Linked DNA regions of Mus musculus: regions 1 and 3 are each linked to region 2. The links are chromatin contacts, called in public HiChIP or PLAC-seq and promoter capture Hi-C maps. All regions are on one chromosome and are shown on one strand. The core of a region is the stretch at or near the end of the contact, and the rest is flanking DNA. Distances in the headings are between cores, read along the strand shown.

Evidence for each region. Promoter capture Hi-C pulls out the DNA fragments that hold promoters and counts their contacts. HiChIP or PLAC-seq counts read pairs in DNA pulled down with a chosen protein or histone mark.
Region 1: a contact with region 2 is called in a BATF HiChIP or PLAC-seq map of CD8 T cells, with 5 read pairs. The contact joins the enhancer-like site here to the promoter of Tdrd3 in region 2. A contact is called at or near these places in 1 of 484 Hi-C or Micro-C datasets (CD4 T cells), 6 of 115 datasets of contacts at active chromatin or transcription factors (CD8 T cells, the NIH/3T3 cell line, bone marrow-derived macrophages and 3 more) and 1 of 9 other capture datasets (adipose tissue).
Region 3: a contact with region 2 is called in a promoter capture Hi-C map of neural stem cells. The contact joins the enhancer-like site here to the promoter of Tdrd3 in region 2. A contact is called at or near these places in 3 of 39 promoter capture datasets (cranial neural crest, embryonic stem cells and neural stem cells) and 2 of 115 datasets of contacts at active chromatin or transcription factors (astrocytes and bone marrow-derived macrophages).

What each region holds. Positions count from the first base shown.
Region 1 is chr14:86,734,546-86,737,933 of GRCm38.p6, forward strand. All of the region lies in intron 27 of Diaph3 (diaphanous related formin 3), which reads right to left. Among named protein-coding and RNA genes, the nearest start is that of Gm33025, 58 kb to the right of the region's middle. Within about 2 kb of position 1,921, at least 30 of the 459 cell types and tissues checked have an H3K27ac peak or open chromatin away from gene starts, as enhancers often do. A contact at or near this core is called in CD8 T cells and memory CD8 T cells, where this site is marked.
Region 2 is chr14:87,414,867-87,418,453 of GRCm38.p6, forward strand. Tdrd3 (tudor domain containing 3) reads left to right here and starts at 1,717. Exons shown (of 14, transcript NM_172605.3): 1 at 1,717-1,982. The coding sequence starts at 1,942.
Region 3 is chr14:86,868,334-86,871,544 of GRCm38.p6, forward strand. All of the region lies in intron 20 of Diaph3 (diaphanous related formin 3), which reads right to left. Among named protein-coding and RNA genes, the nearest start is that of Gm41222, 56 kb to the right of the region's middle. Within about 2 kb of position 1,403, at least 21 of the 459 cell types and tissues checked have an H3K27ac peak or open chromatin away from gene starts, as enhancers often do. A contact at or near this core is called in neural stem cells, where this site is marked.

The sequences.
Region 1 (3,388 bases), core at 671-3,170, 680 kb before region 2:
GTATATAGACGAGAGCATCATGGGTTGAATATGCCGATTTCAAACTACTGATTCCTTGCTCCATGCTAGGTATTGCCATGGGGGGTAGTGGTGGTGGGGGCCCTTGGTGCATGGCCTCTTTCGTGAAGTTTATAGTAGCTTCCTATAAATATAATTATTTCAACACTGGAGATTAAAAAAATAAATCTATACTTAATATTAGGAATGTAAGTAAAATCCAGATGGGTTGTAGAATTAAATAGAGTCATAAAACAGAAGAGTGTGAGTTTTAGAGAAAAATTCTGTTGGGCTCTTGAGAAGTGCTCCATGGTTTCACTGGGCAGAGTACTTTTAACAAGTAGAACCAAATGTGATTACAGAGAAGCAGCCACTCAGTATTTTATAGAAAACTGAGAAGTCGCAGTCCAAGAGCATCACATGGCTGTGGGGAACAGCCAGCTCCCTCTCTTGGCGGAGCGTGTGTCCCCAGGTCTCCTGGGCTCTTGCTGGCCAAGCCCACTGCCATGAAGTGCCCAGGCTCCAGCAGGAGTTTGGATTTTAGGCCCACTCTAGGAGTAGGATAATTACATACTTTCAAGTTTATATAGCCTCACACTATATAAACTTGAAAGCACTTAAAAATTACAAAGAAAACTGGGATGAATTCGATTATTTAAGAGCAAACAAAATTAAAACAACTACAATAATTTGGGAAGAGCTAAGAGCTTTTAAACTGTTTTTATTGTAAAAGGAGAAATTGTAGGGCGGACAACACAACAAGGTGAAGTCGGCTGTCCTTTGGTTCCTACATTCTGCTACTGGGAGAGAATCACTCATGCTAGAAAAAAACAAAACAAACAAACCGACAGCAGGGTACATTTAAAACCAGTTAAACACACGATACAGTTGGTATGAGAAGTTTAGTACTGCAGTCGATGACGTGAGGTCAACAATCTCGCTATTGGAGTCTGAGGCCACTCTGCATCTATCGCCTTATCCTTGCTGTTCTATAGGACACAACACGCACTCTGTCAGTGCTCAATGCTATTTGCAAAAATCCCGACTCCATACCTCATCTGAAAATATCATGCTGTATGGTCCCAGCCCACACCTCCCAGTCCTCTCGTGGTTCCCATGCAGTAACCCCCCTGCCAACATCCCAGTGCCCATGGCACCCTCACAAGGCACGTCCTTCCTGTGTTAAAGCTGGGACGCTACTGCTTCCTTCTCCTTTACTTGAGAGACGTTCTTTCCACACCGTACCTTAAATGCCACTACCTAAGGAACTGCTGCTCTTTATTCTAGTTTTTCAACTCTAAGATAGAACTATCTTAGGCGTGTTGACTTGCTGTTGAAGGAGAAGGTGTGGACCTCACTAGGTACCCAAACCAGAAACATTTAGAGCCCCAGCATCTACAATGGATGTTACTGGGATCCACGGAATGAACACTTATTGGATGGATTTCACAGCTTTATACGACCATGGTCAGGAAGAAATGGAGATTTCATGTCCAACAGCAAGTAACATTTTGAGCTTAAATGTTTAATTCTGATTAATATCCCATAAAGTTCACAAGAAAATCCAATCATATAATTATATTAAGAAAGAGTATTTGGGACACAAAGACAAGCCGCAGCACAGCAAAAAAGAATGTCATTTTGATAAATATTAAGCAATCTAATTAGACGGCCACCATACCGACTTCTGTATAACATTTTTGACCTGTAAATTGTGCCTCCACACCATGAAGGCAGCTCTGTAATTACACCAATCACCATGGCTAAAAAGCTTAGAAACAGAACGAGCCAGTAAATCAACATAAAAGACATAATTGCCATATTCAAAGATCATATGAGGCTGCTTGTTATCTACAGTCCAATATGGTTATTAAGGGGGGACAGGGGGAGGCACAAGAAGAACCAAAGTCAGATGCTTAGCTTGTTCACAGCCTGTATGAACAAGGCTTATACCTAAATCTTTTGCTTGTTGTTCTTTGGTTTCACCACCTAAATTTGGAGACTTAAAAAACATCTAGGTGGTCTTTGCAGATTAACTGTATAATCCATGTGACTATATCATTTAAAATATTTAGGAATATTTTATTATGTGAAATGACCCACTGGGCTTAACAAATCTTTGTAGGATATTAGAATAATTTATTAGAGCCAGATTGAGTTAATGATCTTCAACTTTGATGCTCATTATTTTGTAAAATTTCACTTGTGCTGTTTTCTTTTCTTTCATTTTGAGACAGGATATCACTTGTGGTCTAGGCTGCCTTGAACTCAGAGATGTGCCTGTGTGTGTTTCCTGAGTTGGGGTTAAAGGTGTATACCACTACACCACTACATTCAGCTTTGCAAGTTTTAACATGTTGACATTAGGGGTTGTTATATGTTAACTGTTCTTGTACCTTTGAATAATCCCAGAGTTCTTACAGATCAGTTGTTAGCGGTCTACCTACTTATCATCATTGTTCTTGTGCTATTTTTGACATAGGCACCCCTCAAGTTTGGCTGGTTTCTTTAGTAAATTAACAGAACTAGTGTAGACTATTCTGAACTTCAGACCTCTGAGCATCAAGCTGGGCATCATATAGTACAGTTTTGTTTTAACGAGATATAGTAAATAACAGAAGAGATTAGAAGAGAAGAGAGAACTTACTGCATGTAGGAAAAGTATAATAAAAGTTATTCTTCTGCTTTATAGTTTTTAGGTAGGGTGTGTGGATACGTTTATTAGATCATAATGTATCGTAATGCAGTGTGTCATCTGCATGTGGGTTCCCACCAGGCACTGAGGAAGATCTTTAGAGCACTCTGATATTTAGAATATGTAACTCTTATGGATGTAATTCTTTATGCTAATTTTTCTTCTTACATCATTCCTCATTAAAGAGTATTACTGAGTTATAGACAATTTTATTCAAATGAGACTATTAAGAAATTATCTCATTACTGAATATAGAATGCTCATTATCATAAGAAACCCACAAGAAATAGATTTCTAGCAGGTTTTCTAAAAATGAATTAGAAATTAATTTCTTAACACTTTTCAAATGAAAATACCACAGTTAAGGTATTTGTTAAAAAACAAAAACTGTTCTAGAGAAACTAGTAGGTAACTTTGCCACATCATCTTGCATATAAAAAGTTTCAGGTAAAAATAAAAATATGTGTTTACAAGTCATTCCACATTAGTCACATGACATGAAGAAATCAAGTCAGTGCTAACCAGGAAGCTCCCTCAGTCCTGCCTGGCTCTCCTAGTACTGGCAGCTGCTATGTAGGCTGCTAGGCGTGCGGGTCCACAGTCTCTCGCTGTGAACCCTGGGAAGTACAGTAGTGACGAGCAGGGCCGGACAGGCCTCTGGTGCACAAGTGGCAAAGTACTGAGATGGTGAGGGGT
Region 2 (3,587 bases), core at 467-2,966:
GCACCTGCAATGGTAAATTCTTATTGTATCACACTGAATGTGAGAACCAGTTTAAAGGCTTATTTATTCAATAGTTCTGGTTACTGGGACATTATAACTTTCACTTAATTTACACGAATAAAAAGTTATGTTTGGGGCTGGTGAGATGGCTCAGTGGGTAAGAGCACCCGACTGCTCTTCTGAAGGTCTGAAGTTCAAATCCCAGCAACCATATGGTGGCTCACAACCACCCGTAATGAGATCTGATGCCCTCTTCTGGTGTATCTGAAGACAACTACAGTGTACTTACATATAATAAATAAATAAATCTTAAAAAAAAAAGTTATGTTTGCTATGGTCTATTTAATAACAAAGTTGGCAATTAACCTGAGCTGTCCATTTACTTTTATTTATTTTTTTCCCCCTCTGTGTTCAGGTCAGCTTGTACATATAAACACACTTGCTGCTCATGGATGATTTAAAACATTTTCTACCACTGCAAATACTAGGAAAGAAATTTATTCCAGTTTCTGAACATGCTGTACACATTTAATTATACGTAGGAGCAAATGTGTGTTCAGAAAGACATCATAGCATATTTCCCAAGGAAGGCATAGTGACTTTAGAACTGTGAACAGCTAAAGTGAGAAAATGGAGATTTCAGTTAACTTCTGGATGCTTAATACCCTTCTTTCTCTAATAAGTTGCTTTTAAGTCTCAGGAGCAGCTGCCAATTTTGCAGTCTCTCCGAAGTCTGGCTCAGTGACGGTGACAGTAAAGGTGAAGCAGCCACCGCGACGGGTTGCAGACCGAATATAAGTTATTTTTTTATTATTAGATGTTTTCTTTATTTACACTGCAAATTTTATCGACTATAAGTTCTTAAATAGCCTGTAAGTCTGCAGAATCACTGGGAAATAACTTGCCCCCGACTCTCCTCCTCCGCGCCACCGTCCCAGGAGGAGAAGGACCCAGATTCTGGAGTAAACTTTTTAGGAGCACCAACAGGCCCGCCCCGACCCAGAAACCTCTTCTCTGATTGGGCTGTGTGACTCCTGATTGCCCAATCACGATAGGAGCGTTCCGGCGCAGCTCGGTGGCGTCGCTGCGCGTGCCCAGTCGGGGACACGCCGTGCACCCCGGTCCTCCCGCGTGCGGCAAAGGGCACGGCGTAGGGCGGTGCTAGCCCGGTTAGGTGCCGGTGCCAAGGTCGCTGGGCCACGCTGGGTTAGGGCTACGCCCAGCAGGAGGGTGACAAGAAAAAAAAGTCTTGTCCCTGTTGCCCAGTTTCAAAGCCAACTCCCTTAAGTGCAGGGTTAGGGTGTCGCGCTCACCCAACTGCCTGCGGGGACCCAGAGTGGGGTGCGAGCCGCAGTCTCTGAGCCTCGGCCGACCGCAAGGCCGGGCGAATGGAGCGGGCCCTGGTGACAACAGCCAGCTCGGGTGCAGAATGGGCTGGGCTGCACCGCCCCAAACGTGGCCGTGGTAGCATCATCCCCGATGCGCCGCCGCCCGGGCCGCGGGGGTCCGTGTCCCGCCCCGTGAGGCAGCCTAGTCCCTGGGATGCGCGGCTCCCGCATGTGTGTGCAACTTAGAAAGTGACCAAGCAGCCCGGTCCCCGGCAGCAGGAGCGGCGCCAACCAGCCTAGCCTAGCGCCGTCCCCCGCGGCGCCGTGTCCGATCCCCGGCCCAGGCCGCGTTTGGCGGCTCGCCGCTCCCAGCCCGGGCCGGCCCCTGCGGCCGCTCACAAAACGCGGCGAGCGGAACCCGCACGCGGAAGCGCCCGTCTCACTGAGCATGCCCAGTGGCACAGTCGAACAGAGGAGTTTTTTTTTCTTTTTCTTTTCTTTCTTCTTTTTTTCCCCCTCTTTCTTCTTTTTCTTTTTTCTGGGTCTCCAGTAGGAGGCCCGTCCCCCACCCTCAGTTCAGACCCCCGCCGTCCCCGAGCCTGAACAGCTAACCATGGCCGAGGTGTCCGGCGCCGCGTTGTCCCAGGCGGGTTGGTAAGTGCCGCGTCGCGCCGGCCGCCCGGCCCCGGGCTCGGGTCCGGCCCCGGGGAAGGTCGGGAGAGGGGCGCCGGGGATGCGGCGAGGAAGGCGGCCACGGCCACCCGCCCCCGTCCTCTCGGGGGCCCTCGGGGCCGGCTCCGCCCCCGGCGCCACGCGGAGCTGGGCGAGCGTCCCCGCTCCCCTAGGGGCGGCGGCCTGCGACCGGGAGCGGCGCGCCGGCGGCAGCGGCGGCGGCGGCCCGCGGGGAGAGAGCGAGGCCTCGGGGCCGGGGAGCGGGCGGCGGCCAGGCCCCGAGCCGCGCCGCTCAGGAGCACCCGCGGGGCCGAGCACGGCGCGCCGCCGCCCCTGGAGGGTGTCGCTGCGGCGGACGCGGGAGGCGGCGGCCTGCGGGAAGTTGGCGGGAGCACGGAGCCCAGCCCCGCGCGGCGGCCGGAGCCGGCCCGCTGCCCTCGTTTCAAACTACCGCGCTGACCGGAGCGCCGCTGCCCTTGCTGCACGCTCAACTCGCGAAGCAGAGAATGACCGTCCCGGCTACTCGTGCCGGGGCTGCCCCGTGGAACTTTTCTGGAAAGGATGGTGTTGGTCTGATCTTTTTTTAAAAAATACTTTTCCAGCCGTGACTTTTGGGGATCTGAAAGCAATGACAAATTACTTGACATTAAGCAGTTTCTGGAATTGCAGCCACACCAGTTGTAAACATCCAGTTTAATTCAGCGTCGCTTTCCCCAGCCTGGCGTAGGTACCTTCTGGGCTGATGGGTAGGGGTGAGGATGAAATACAGATTACTCGTCCCAGCTTTCTGAAACTACACTTTAGTGAGAAGGGAGATCAAGAAAACTATCGCAGTGTTAGCAAAGCGTGAAGGACAGACCGAGCACTTGATGACTGAAGGAGAGAAGTGGGTTCTGGCAGATGGTGAAGAAAGACTTTGCAGATGTAGAGTTAGGAATGTGTTCATTTTGGAGAAAGGACACTAGATCCTAGAGGTAACTGGAAGTAGGGAGGTATTTGAGGATTAAAGCCAAGAAGGAGGAAGCCAGTGCTTAAAGGGTTGGAATTTTACTTTGATCTTAAAGTTTTGACCAATAGGGCAGAGACAAAGCAACCCTGCTGTGAATGCTTTGCTAATTGACTTGACAGGCCTTTTTTTTTTCCTGCCCTACTCACAGGTGTAAAGATGAAGGCAAAGAATTAAGTAACTTTCTCCCATGACCTGGCTAGAAAGTGGTTGAAATAAATGTTGATGTAACTAGGCTGGTTCAGTCCTGTGTACTTAGTATTTGTTTATAAAGTACAGACCTCCTCACCCCCCGCCCCCCCCCCCATTTACTGCAAATTGTAAGTTAAAAATTTCACTTTATTCAGTTTTATTTTCCTCTTTCAATGGGATGCCTCCTTTCATTTTCTTGATTTTTTTTTTTTAACAAGGCTGTCCAGAATAAGCTTAAGTCTGTCTTCATTTTAGTTTATGTAGCCCAGGCTGGCCTCGAACTCATGATGGGATTGCAGGTTTGGATCACACCAGACTTAGCATCTATTTGAGTTCTACATTACACTGAGTCTTACTCTTATAAACTAGTGATACCCCTTTATTTACAC
Region 3 (3,211 bases), core at 153-2,652, 550 kb before region 2:
TGCCACTTATTAAGCTGAATACCGTCAGAATGGTGAAGAACAAAGAGGACGACTAAAATGTAGGGCATGTGATTGTAGCCATTCAGACGGGGAAGGATGGCCTAGGACAGCTCTGGTTTTCATCGGCCCCCACTCATGATTATGGAAGCAGGTGCAGTCCCAATGTTTTAGTGCCCCATGCAAAGCAATGCTGAGGTATTACAAAATATGTTAATCCTAGCATAGATTAATGTACTATTTATGTACAAAGAGGAAGGGGAAAGAAAGGCTGGTTAAATGCCTACATTATACCACCCCAAAATATGTTAAAATTTTCCTTCTGACAAGCTAACCATATGTAGCCAACCTAAAGTAATTAATTTTCCTAGAAAAACATAACCCAGATTTGTATGACTAATGAGTGTATCTGGCACCGAGGACAGGTACTGTGAAAAGAGAAAGTCTATGATGTAATGCAGAACGAAGCGCTGCATGTGCACAAAACCCTGACAAAGCAAAGTCAGGGAAGGTAACCTAAAAAGCGGCAGCTGGGAGGAGGCCTTTTGTTTTCCTTAGATACCTGGTTCCTAATGCTCGTCTGTAAACTTGGATAAATCCATATTTGGATGCTACTTGATTTCATATCTGAAGAAAAATTACTGAGCTGAAATGGGAACCTTGGAGGTCAACCTCAGCTCCTTGGTAGCCAAAAATTATAAGGATTCCTGGGCCAAGTGGATTCCCAGTTTAAAGACGGGATGACCTCAGGGTAATGGTCCAAGGTCTTGAGACTTACAACAATAATAAGGGTTCTTTAGCACGTTATTTAAAATGAACGCTTCTTCAGGTACACTAAGATTTAAAAAGGATGGAAAATATTGGTATGAACTTGAAAGGCCTTTTGTGCTACACACCATCTTCCATCTTTTATCAACACTGAGGAATTGCATCCTGTTCTTAGGAAACTCTCAGTCACCTGCTGCATGTAGAGCTGGAAAGTCAGGTGCTGTACTAGCGTGCAGAGTGACAACAGAAAGCCATGGAAGTGACAAAGGATGAGAAACAGAACAAGGGGTCAGGAGGAATAGAAAAACTTGACTCAAGCAAAATAAGAATCAGAAAATCGGGGAGTGGGGGGTTTCATTTTATAGTTAATACTATACTTTTTGTTTTATAACTTCAAAATAACCAAATCTATTATATTGACTTATAAACTGATCATACTGACTTGCATTCTGAAGATTAAGCTAAAGATTAAAAAGTCCTTTGACTTCAGTGCTATTTCTAAAAGATATATTTTTTATGTTATGCGTGTGAGTGTTGGACCTGTGTATCTGCACCATGTACCCGCAGTGCACACAGGGGCCAGGAGAGGGAGTCGGGTTCCAGACAACAACAGTAAGATGGTTATCTGGCACCATGGGAAACAAGCCAGGCTTTCTGGGAGAGCAGCCAGTTAATGGATCACTGAGCCCTTTCTCTAGCACACTAGTCCTATTGCTGAAGGCCGAGCAATACAGTTGATGCCACCATTCATAGAAAGCAACCAAGAAGACACAAGATCAAAAGCAAAAAAGCTAACTTTTACTTCAAAATTTTGTTTCTTGGGCACAAACAAGAGCGATGGTGTAAGGAAACACAAGAGACAATGAACCCATGAGAATAGAGTAGATCCATTCCATACTGTGAGAGAAACTGAAGTCCTAGCCACTGTTTTTGGAGCCCACCGCTTCTCATTTAGTACTGTCTCAATCAGCAGATGCAACATCCCGTAATTTCATTACAAGGAAATTTTGTCCACTTTCCATAAAGGAAAACTAAATAAATTTGTAATTTTTATAACAACTGTGTGTTAACATCCAATACAGTTCTCTTTATAGTGTGTTTTATTATAGTCAGCAATTGGACTTATTAAAAACTGGAGGGATTTTTCTCCTCTACTTCACAGAATTTATATGGTCTTACCTCAAGAGAAATTTGAGTGATTAGTAACTTTGTCAATATTCTCTAAAGTCATAAAACTAACTGTGAAGTTTCTATCACTACAGTACCTTGACTGAAAAGATACCAGCTCCGATCTTAACTGCCCTAATGTTCCAGATGCATGCCTGGTGAATACCTCACTATAAGGAAAGATGGAACAAACATTCAAGTCACAGGGCTCTGGGCTTCCAGCTACCTTGCTGTTGGTCAAGCATTAGCACCACAGTGGGAAAATTCAGTCACAATTTATAAAGCAACTGGAATGAACCTCAAGCTGTATGTAGCTCTACATTTTCTTATGAGGATGGACTTGAATTCCCAAGCACAGTTACTAAGCAACACCTACAAAGCATGGTCCTTCCAGCGTTGGCCTGTCATCATCTCGATGTCTCTCAGCTCTCCTTCATGTGCACTGCTGTTAACTACAGAGCTGAGATCTGGGTCCTCTTACAGATCACATTTCCTAATACAGTGTCGCCTTAGACTTGTCTAAAAGCAAATTCTTCCATTTCCTGTGGGAGAGGGGCGATAAGCATTGGCTCAGAAGAGAACTGCATCTTAGGTTCTGAACAGCAAGGACAGCACTGAGAAAATTCTGGGATCTAACAGGAGTAAAGGCATTAAAAACTCTGTGTTTTTAATTATGTGGGGGGAAAAATGCCTATCTTCCACCATTGGCAGGCCAGTATGCTCATGATCTCCAGAAAACTCAGGGGAAAAGAAGTTAATTTCACTTAGAGAAAAGCTGGGGGTCGGGGGAGGGAGAAAAAAAATAAAAAAAAAAAGAAAAGAAACCCTATCCATGTGCCTTATGTCTGAGTAGTACTCAGAATATCAAAAATGTTTTTAAAATAAATGTGGCCTTATGATATTAAAGCTGTTATGCTAAAATTATTTAAGAAAACTAAACAACAGCAAAGTACATATGGCATAATTTTTACATGCTTCATAGAAGGCAAGCAAGCCAAGACTTGCACATTTATACATTTATACATTTATACATTTATAAATCTGCCTTCAGTGTCACTGATTTCTCTGCTTGCTTCAATAAACTATTAAACCTATGAGTTAAAATTTTCAATTTAGTTATTGAACTTTTCAGCTCAAGCATTCCCATATGGTACATTTTTGTCACTTTCGTTTCTTTGCAAATATTTCTTAATTAAGAACATTTCCATTTGCCTGTCTGTCCCCTGCCCTCAGCGTTCCCTTCGGATCTCTGAAGAGCAGCGCCATACCCACACAAAGC